2 separate regions of the Neogale vison genome follow, and region 2 is linked to region 1. A link is a contact called in public Hi-C data. All regions are on one chromosome and are shown on one strand. The core of a region is the stretch at or near the end of the contact, and the rest is flanking DNA. Distances in the headings are between cores, read along the strand shown.

Evidence for each region. A called contact is a pair of places that touch in the nucleus more often than the background predicts.
Region 2: a Hi-C map of fibroblasts shows a contact between it and region 1, with 4 times the contacts expected there. The contact joins the promoter of LEKR1 here to the promoter of LOC122908632 in region 1. A contact is called at or near these places in 2 of 3 Hi-C or Micro-C datasets (fibroblasts and muscle).

The regions. Positions count from the first base shown.
Region 1 is chr6:81,978,243-81,983,180 of ASM_NN_V1, reverse strand. LOC122908632 (protein mono-ADP-ribosyltransferase TIPARP) reads right to left here and starts at 2,353. Exons shown (of 6, transcript XM_044251660.1): 1 at 2,154-2,353.
Region 2 is chr6:82,130,778-82,135,715 of ASM_NN_V1, reverse strand. It overlaps LEKR1 (leucine-, glutamate- and lysine-rich protein 1), which reads right to left and starts at 2,642. Exons shown (of 11, transcript XM_044251664.1): 1 at 2,598-2,642.

The DNA.
Region 1 (4,938 bases), core at 1,104-3,603:
GACCAAAGGAATAAGAGATCATTGATGTTAGGGCCCATGACTTCATCAAATACTCCTCCCAACTGATCAGTACCATGTGAGTACAATGCACACGGTGGGTGCTCTATAATATTTTTTAACCGAATCACTGAGGAAAATGCACCTGTTAAATGAGTAGTTCTGTTAGCCTTTATAGGTCAACAACAGAATGATAAAACTACCCAGAATAACAAGTATTAAAGATCTCATTGGAGAGATTCATGAATCTATGTATAGAACATTCATAATGAACAAACTCAGAAATAAACAAAAACACAGTACAGTTAACCCTTGAACTAGGCCGGAGTGGGGACGGTTCAGGGAACTCACCCCTGGAAAAATCCGCTTTTAACTTTTTGCCTCTCGAAAAACTTAACTACTAATAGCCTACTGCCGACCAGAATTAACAGTTGATTAACACGTTCTGTGTTATATGTATTATATACTGTATTCTTACAACAAAGTAAGCTAAAGAAAAGAAAATGTTATTGAGAATATTGCAGGAAAGAGAAAACACGTTCATAGTGCTGTACAAATTCCGCATATAGGCGACCCCGGAAAGTTCAAATCCCTGTTCTTCAATGCTCAACTGTATATAACCAGGTGTTAGTGCACACGGTAAGTACAAAAGAAAAAGGCAGAAAGAGTTCAGTGTGAGCTGGCATTGTTAGGGAAAGCTTCACAAGGAGGGACTTGACATAAGACATAAATCAACTGGAAAGCAGCCAAGCCAGGCGTTATTATTCATCACTTGGTGATCTTGCCTCAAGGCACAATTGGCACAGATTGTGGTATTCCCTCTACACCACACTAAATCCGCTTGTGTCTTCCCTCGCGTGTCTATGCGCGCACGCGCGCGGTCACACACTCACACACACGCCATTCCTCTCACCTCCAATCAAGGGAAAAGAGACACTGGACGTGTATATACACACACCCATACACACACACTATAACTTTTGTTATTGCCCTCCGCCAGGCTCTGAAAGAAAGCAGAGAACTGAGGAGTGGCTGGAGTGGGGAAGTCACTAGAACCTAGTTCCTCAATTAGTTTGCATAACAGAAAAATAAAGACTGGAAGGACAGTTCCTCCGGTCCCCCGCTGCAGGCGACCTACCGCTCCACCCCTCGCCTCGTGACGTCCCCAGTCCTCCGGGACTCCCGGCCCCTGGCACCGAGCGCGGACAACCACCATCTGCAAACTCAGGACTCCTCGTCGACCAGCCGCGACGCGACTCCGGGACGCCGAGCCCGGGTCCGAGAGACGCCTCCTGCCGGCCGCGGCGGTTTTCGCAGCTCCGCCCCCCGGGCCGGGCCAACTCCGCGCAGCGCAGCGCAGCTGAGGCGCGGCCGGGCTCGACCAATTCCCGGCGTTCCGGAGCATCCCACCCCCTCAATGCCCCTCGGCAGGCAACGGAGCGCCCCCGAACCCTCGCTGCAGCCTGGTCCCAACGAGCACCCCCGCCCCGCCCAGGCTTCCCTCCATCCCAGAAGCCCCTCACGGCGCCTTCCACAGTTAATTTCTTCCTCGCCTCCTCAACCGACCTTCCCGACAGGATCGTCCTGCCAGTCTCGGAGGCTCGCAGAAAGGAGCCGAGAGGTGCAAGGGGAAACGCGGTCGGCGGCTCTCGGGGTGGCGGCGAGGAAACAGGCGAACACTTCTGCGCCTTCAAAGTTGATCTGAAAACAGCCTGCAAACTTCTGGGCTGCAGCCGGAATGCGGGTCTGCCGGAAGGCTCCCCTCAGCTGCCGTGCCCGGCCCCTCGATCTGCGAACTGCTCCTCCGCCTCAGAGCGCTCGGGGTCCGCCCGGCGGGGGAGGCCGCATAGACGCGCCCCCCCGCGCCCACCCAGACCAAGTGGGAACCCGGAGACGCCGGCGACCGCGACTAAACCCTTCAGTGTCTCCCTCCGATTTATACACCTGCCCGAGGCCGTAAGTGATTAGTAAGTGTAAGCCAATTCCATCCCGATACTGACTGGATCCGAATGAATTCGGCAGGAAGAAAACGCACAGTCTAAATATCAATCACCCTAGATCCCCCGAAAGGCTGCGAGGCCGGCGCCACCGTCCGCGCCCGCCATCCCAGCTAGGGTCTCTCGCCCGCCCCTCAGAGCCCACCCGGAGCCCTTCACCTGATCGAGCAGCCTGAGAGAAGCGTCCGCAGGAGCCGAGTCGCCGCCGCACCGCCGGCTCGCTGGTAGCGTCCGCGCGGGAGGATTGGCGCGGAGAGCGGGCTTGGGCGTCTAAGGGTCGCAGGCCGGAGACGCGACAAGCAGCGCACGGGCCATTCCGCCGCCGGGAGCGCAGAAAGCCGCGACCGCACTGCCGAACCAGCTCTCTCGCCTGTCACCGGGAGCTCTGCTTTAAAGTGGCTTCCGGTCGCCTCCTCTCGGCTGTCCCGTCGCGGAGGCGGAGCCAGAGCAGCGAGGGAAGAGGGGTGGGGTGAGAGGGCCCGGCGCTCAGTGGGTGCCGCGCAGGAGGCCCGCCCCACGTGCGCGTGCGCGCTCGCTTGCAGGGAGGCGCGCGAAGTGTGCGTGCGATGGCCGCGTGTTCCCGCGAGGGGGCGTGTCCTTCCGCGCGCCGGCTGGGTACCGGCGAGTTCAGGTCTGCGCGCGTTGGGGAGCGCGCGGCTGTGAGGAGGGGAAGTGTGGGCAGCGTGGGGCAGGCTCTACCTGCCCGCAGACACGGAGGGTCACTGTGTTCCGAGGAAACCCGGGCACCCGAGAGAGGATGTGAGACAGAACGAGCCGTTTCTGTGCGGTTGGCTTTATTTGCCTCCTCACAAAACGCCTCTTGCCCTTGACGCCGCGGGACCCCGACAGGAGGCAAACGGCTGCTACAGCCGCTGTGGCCAGACGGGGTCGCCCGCCCCAAGCCTGACGGGTGGCCCAGCCGCGTACCCGAGTCGGCAGCCTCTCCGCCGCCGTCGCTAGCGCGCCTGTTTCAGGGGGAACGTAGCCTGACAGAAGGGAAACTCGGCTTTGGGGCTTTGACGGTAGAAGCGCGAATCTGTTCTAGAAAGCTTTTAAGTACCGTAATGACTATAATTTATTCATTCAACAAATGTTTGTCGAGTGCCTGTTCCGTGCCAGGCATGCAACTAGGTTTAGGCTACAGCCCTGATCAACTCGGACGCCATGCCTCTTTTCATGGAACTTGCAGAACACCATGTATTCGTGTTTAAAATATACACTGCATGTGAATTTGCTATAGTTTCTGGACTATAAAATGTCTTGGTCTATAAAAGTCTTTGCTATAGTTTCTGGACTATAAAATGCCCTTCCTATATTGAATTTCAGTGATAGAAGTAGAGGCACTACGTTAAATTCATATAATCGCTCTATATCGGAGGAGAAAGACCCTTTTGCTCAAAGTTAATTATGGCTATATCCCCCAGTAGCTGGCAGAAAAGGAGAAGGGAACACTGCTTGCGAAGAGATGCTCTCTGCCGGTGGCCTGAAATCTAAACCGACTGAATTCCATAATTCGGAGAGTTTCTGGGTTGAAAAAGCCAACTATTCCCTTACAAAACATGAAAGCCTGTAAAAATAGTAGCTAAGCAGCAGTAGTAGTAGAGATAATGGTTTCAAGCTTTCTTAAACTCTTCTAAACCAGATTGGGTGAAACACCAGCAAAAAATAGATTAAGGGTAGTACCTCCCCAGCGGCTTATTTAAAATTGCATCAAGTCATGGCCATTCAACTAAGATAGTAATGATATGGACAGAATTCAGACACTAATAGGTAAGATAGAATTTTCAGGCTTAACAGCTGTATTAAGACAGTATCTTGGTCTGTGCCTACCCCTACATAGAGTTACCTAGAAGCAAGTATCTAAGTTTAAATCTACCATTTTTACTATTTGGTCTTTGTCTCAATCTGTTCTATGGTCCTTACATTTCATGCCTTCTTTTGGATTAAATATTTTTAATTCTATTCTCTCCCACCAATAAGTTATACATTATTTTTATTTTCGTAGCAGTTCAGTTATTTATTGCTGTGTACAAACCACCCCAAAATTTAGTGATTTAGAATAACAGTTCTTATTTTCCCATAATTCTGGATTCTCTGGCTTAGGAATTCAGACAGTGCCTAGTGCATGTGGCTCAGTTCTGCTTGGTGATGCCTAGGGTCTCAACTGGGGTGGTTCAAATAGCTGGGCCTGGCTCATCTAGGGCCATATGTCTTGGGCCTCTGTTCTGGCTATTAGCTGGATTCCCTAGTTTTTCTCTGTAAGCCTTGTCCTCAGGATTCATTTGGGATTCCTCACAGCATGATAATCTCAGGGTTCCAAGAGAAAGCAGTCCAAGAGGACAAGCCTCAATATGCAAGCTTTTGCTTGCATCATGCTTGTTAATGTGTCTGTCACCAGAACAAGGCATATGACAAGCTCAGCATCTACATGGGAGGGACCCACAGGAGACCATGAATACAAATATAAGAAGGTGGGGTTCATTGGGGGTCACTTGGATTAAGGGTAGACCACCTTATTCCATGGATTAATAGTTAAAAGTTACTAGTTAAAAGTTACTTCCAGAGTGTAGCCCTTTGGAATTCCAGTTTAAAGTCTTTCTTCCTTAGGCCCTGAACACAAATTTTTCACCTTCCATTCCCTACCTATGTCTCTTGAGGCAGTTGAAAACTCTAGCTAGTTCTCAGTTTTTCCACTATGACTTTCAGAATGTCAATTGTTCCAAAGAGAAAAATGGCACTTTCTGGACTCACAACTCTTGGATCTAGGCTGCTCAGACTGTTAATGTTTTACTACTCCAGAGAAGGTATTTTCTACAAGGTCCACTTCAAATGTGACCCCTGGAAGAAATGGAATTGGAAGGTCCTCCTATAGAACAGAATCAGGAACTGACAGATTAACTGACCAAGGGCATAGATTTCTAATTATCCAACAGGATTGGAGATG
Region 2 (4,938 bases), core at 1,393-3,892, 150 kb before region 1:
TATTCAGATATTTTACTTTAATAGATTTTCGTTTTCTTTTTAAAAAGATTTTATTTATTTATTTGACAGACAGAGATCAGAAGTAGGCAAAGAGGCAGGCAGAGAGCAGGAGGGGGAAGCAGGCTCCCCGTCGACCAGAGAGCCCCAAGCTCCCAGGACCCTGAGACCATGGCCTGAGCCGAAGGCAGAGGGTTAACCCGCTGAGCCACCCAGGTGCCCCAGATTTTCATTTTGTAATAAAAGAACTCAACATAAAATTCTATCACTACTTTGTTATAACTACACAAGGTGACTGAAGGAAGTACTTTCGGGTTTTTATTTATTTTTTTTTTAAATCTTTCCCAACTATGGAGAGAGAATACACAGTCCAGTTTCATAAGAAATGTTTATATATACATCTAAGGAGTGACGAGTAGAAAGAGGACAGCAGAGTATGAACAGGCACAATTCCATAGCAAGGAAGAAAGTCTGAGGGCCAGGAGTGGTAGAGAAGGAACAACCTAGGAGTTCAGAAAAGAAACCTGTCTTATCTTTTGGGTGGGAATTGGAAACTATGGAAGGCTTCCTGAAGCCGTCTGCTTTTGATCAGAGCATGATTTTGACACAAAGATAGACTGGAGGCGGAGTACTCTATCAGAGACAGCAACCTCAGCCACTACAAGGTGTTAGGGAAATTGTAGTTGACAAAAATTTCTGTAGTAGCAGTATTTTTTTTTTTAATCATGCAACTATTGTTGGAAAGAAAATTCCTCATCCCCTGTGTTAACACAAAGCCTGCTGTTTTAATGAGATGCTTTTTAAAAACATAACTAATGAACTATCTTCCCATATAAAGATAATGTGTGTATGTGGTAAAGTTAACTGACATAGCTAACATAGGCCCACATAGCCAAGTACATAATAATCTGATGTTCAGCAGACTGTCTCTGATGTGGCAAGAGCTCATTATTCACAGAAGGCTCATTATTCTCTCTTCTGTCATTTTACAATGGACTCACCATCAGTAAAATAAGATGGCATCACCTTAATTAAACTCTGGTGGGAGTAGAATTTTTCCTAAAATTACCAACGAAATCTTTTTAAATTCCACCCATAAAATTTGAGAGTATGGATCTAGTGACGTATAAACAAGGGTCCAGTGGAACAGTTTTTGTTTAGTATCCTCTTTATCTCTAAAGCTATTCCAACTTTGTAGCCTTATTATAGAAAGTGAGGAAATTTGGCAGGTTCTGATTACTGAAGAATTAAATACTGCCAACCCGAAAAATCTCTCCACAATGCAGAAAGAAAACAGTCTTATTACTGAATAAGCATTTAACTAGTTTGTGATGCACATCAGAGCCAATCTGCTAATGAGACTACAAAGACAGTACCTCCACAAAGACAGAAAGTAACTCCACTTTTTTATATATAACTGTGTAGATACAATCCATTACATACATCTTCTCAAGAGAAACGGTAACTCATTCTCAGTACAGTCTGTTATACAATTTCGTAGTTTGTTTTCAATTTACCTAGTAATTGAAGAAGCTATCTGCGCTAGTTAATTGCGACTGTTCTAAGGAATACAAATCTCTAGGACAGAGCCCTTGGTACTAATGTAAGGAGCCTAGGTGAAATTTCCAAGGTGACAGATAGCTTCCTTGATGTTTACATTTTAAAGAAATTTTTCTCAAGTCCTCAAGAAAAATTGAGTCTTTTTAAAAATTGCATCGGTATTAAAGGAACGGTGGAAACATTCACAAATACAAAGTTTCTCAAGAAAGGGAGGGGGAAAGTCTCTTTCCCCTTTGGCAACACGGCAATTTTTTAAATTATTACTTCACTCTCATTTTGTAGTAAGGCTCATTTAGTGTAAGCCATTATAGAAACTACACTCTCATTTGTAGTAAGGCTCATTTTGCATGTTTTATGAAGTCAGTTTCTTTTATTCTTTCACATTACATACATGCAGGCTGCCCTTGAGCAAGAGGTGCGGTGAAACTGGCAGCAACCACTAAGTATTTGTGAACCTGCTCTTTAACAGGATCACGAGGAAGATGTCGAAAACAAAGCAACGTCCTGGATTGTTCACTTCCGATTCCCTTCCTCACAGCAGTGTCACGTTGGGCTTTTAACTCACGTTCAGCTTTCGGGCCCTTCCGTAAACACACCCTTCCCCTGGTGTGAATCACCCGCAAACGAGCAGGTCACGGTCAGGTGAAACGAAGTTCACGTTCTAAGACATTCCTGAAGCGGCGGGATTTTCCAAATAGAAACCAACTGCAAGGCCAGCTAAGACTGCTGGATTTTGAAACTCGTCCCCTTCTAACCCCGTACCCTCGGGACCTGCTGTGGCAGGAGGAAGAGGAGGGTGCAGGGCGGAGGACGAGCTGCGCTCTCGGTAGAGGACGCCCGGGCCAAGCAGACTCGCGGAAGCTGTGCAGGGGCCGCAAAGGGGTGCGGGGGCGACGCTCGGGGCCACATTCCCTTGCCGCGGCGCCGCGGCTCAGCCTTCCGGCCCTCTCCCCCGGTGTCAGCACGCCTCCGCTCCGGAACTGCGTCCCGAGGACTGGGTAGGCCCGGGGGGGACTCAAGGAAGTCATTCATTGTCTCACCTAGACCTCCACTCCGAGTGCGAACGGCTTTCGCGGTCTCCCGGGAGACCAAAGCTACGCGTCGGCTCGACGTCAGGGCGCAGTGACGTCACGGCCCACGCCGTTCGCCAACGCAGAGCGGGGCTCCCTTGCTACGCCTGGGGCCCCAAGCGCCTGGCAGAAATCGGAAAGCTCTTGACGGGGTTTGCGGGGAGTGAGGGGGCGGGGGGTAGGGTGGAGGTTGTCTTATACAGAGTGTTTTGCGAGGGGACGCGAAGACGAACGTGGGGGAGGGCAGGCTGGAGTCCTAGTAGAAGTTGCTGAGAAGAGAAATGTCCCTAGGTTCAAGTGGGTGGAGAGAGACTCAGCCTGCAGTGGTGACCTAGGTCCCTGTACCTCTGATCCCTGGCTCTAGAGCCCGCAAAGCGGACACAACAGTGGGCAATTATAATATTGAGCGCCAAGAGGAGAGAAGCCTGTTGAAGAGGTCATGAGTATGAAGGGAAGCTCTGGTCATTGGCATTGCCACGAGGGCAATTGGGAAGGCGTTACAATTTTTATAGCCCAAAGTACTCGGGATGTAGTAAGGCTCATTCAGAAGGTACCTTGAGACTGCCCTCGTACACAAGTTATTTACAGGAGGCTGCGTAGCTTTACACGTGACTCTTCCTTCATAAAGCAAGTGCTTATTAATGACCTACTACTAAGAGACAAGCACTGCATACCGGAATGGGGTGATTCTGTGACTAACCCAGGTAGGGGCAGCTATTGGTGTGATTTTCAAGTGACTCTTTAATAGTCCCAATCTCACCTTTCCGAGGTATATGAAGTCGAAAATGTAGCTCTTACAAGAAAAATCGTATGTGGCTCACTAGCATGGAAAGAGACTTGTTACTTTCGAATGAAGTAAGGTTTAAGAAAGAGAAAACTAGTTAAAACATAGATTTAGAGGTGACCAAACCATGCAGAGCAGTGCTGAAACGGTAGTCAAACTGCTGGTGAGAGCTGTTTATTAATGAAAATGACAGCATGAAGTAGTGAACACTCCTAAAAGCCTTGTTCCCCAAAGTCTTAGAGGTAGATATACCCTGTACACTTAACCCGGCGGATATTTTTGCCCCAACGCCTACCAACGACTTTGAGATTCCATCCCCTCAAAGACCGTTTTTCTCCATTTGGAAAAGGTAAGCAATAAGAGGATTGAAGAGGTTAAGGGGAGTAGAGGACAGCCAACAAAGTGATCAGGTAGGGCATGCTTATGAGAAGTGCAAAGGACTTTCAAAAGCTGTTTATGTTCAGCATGTTTCTTTGAGGGACAATGAAGGTAAGATTGTTCTCAGTAATGGGATTTAGACATGAGGCATAAAAAAAGGAGTTCATCTAGGTCCACTGAGTGCTTTATCTGGAACAAAAACTGTACACCTAAAGCAAGGTGACTTTTCTGAGGCAATAATATTTATTGAGTACTCCGTGTATATGATAAGGAAAGGAAAGGAAACACCTTAAGGGTGGAAGAAGATAAAGTTGAAAGGCTGTAATTCGTTCTGTGATTTAATTTCATCTGTCCTTAGTCATCTCTACATAGCCTTGAGACCAGTTTTCCTCCCACCATAAGCATCCACACCACAAATGTCCCTTAGACCTATACTGTCCAATTAGATAGCCGCGTCTGACTAATCAAAATTAAATTTAAAAATTCCTTTATTGCACTAGCCACAGTACTAGTGTTCAGTATTGCCACAGCATCAGGCTACCCATATTTAGAACATTATCATCATCAGAGAAAGTTCTGAACAGGGAGCAGTAGGCCCAGTAAGAATTTCAAGGATAAAGAGAGTTAATAAATTGTGACGAATAGCGTTTGTTAAAAAATAGCAGTGAAAGGCGTTATCCCTGAAGACCACAGCACAGATGAAGAGTTATGAAAGTTGTTACTTTTTTAAAAAAGAAATCCAGTAAGCCTGTCCACAGGGTCTTGGGTGTTTATTCTTGGTTCTCTGTTGATCTCAATATCTCCTTCTCTCCCTCTGAATTTCTTCCTTTTTTTGGTTTGTCCACTACTTTTCTTCACCCCATTATTGGCTATACTGGAACTGAAGTAGAATTTAAAATGTTCCTCTCATTAAACATACTGAAAGTTTTGTGTTATTCTGTTCTTAAATTTTAAATCATCTAAGTTTCACTTTTTACTGTGACTTTATAAAGTAATTCAGTGATAATTAAGTTCCTTTTCAACTTCTATAAGACCCTTTATTATTTGTTTTCCCCTGTGGGTCAATGACCCCTGAGAGAAAAAAATATAGTCCCTGGTTTTGGAAGAAGAGTCTAAAGAGCATAAAGTTTAGTCCAAAGTGACTAAAAG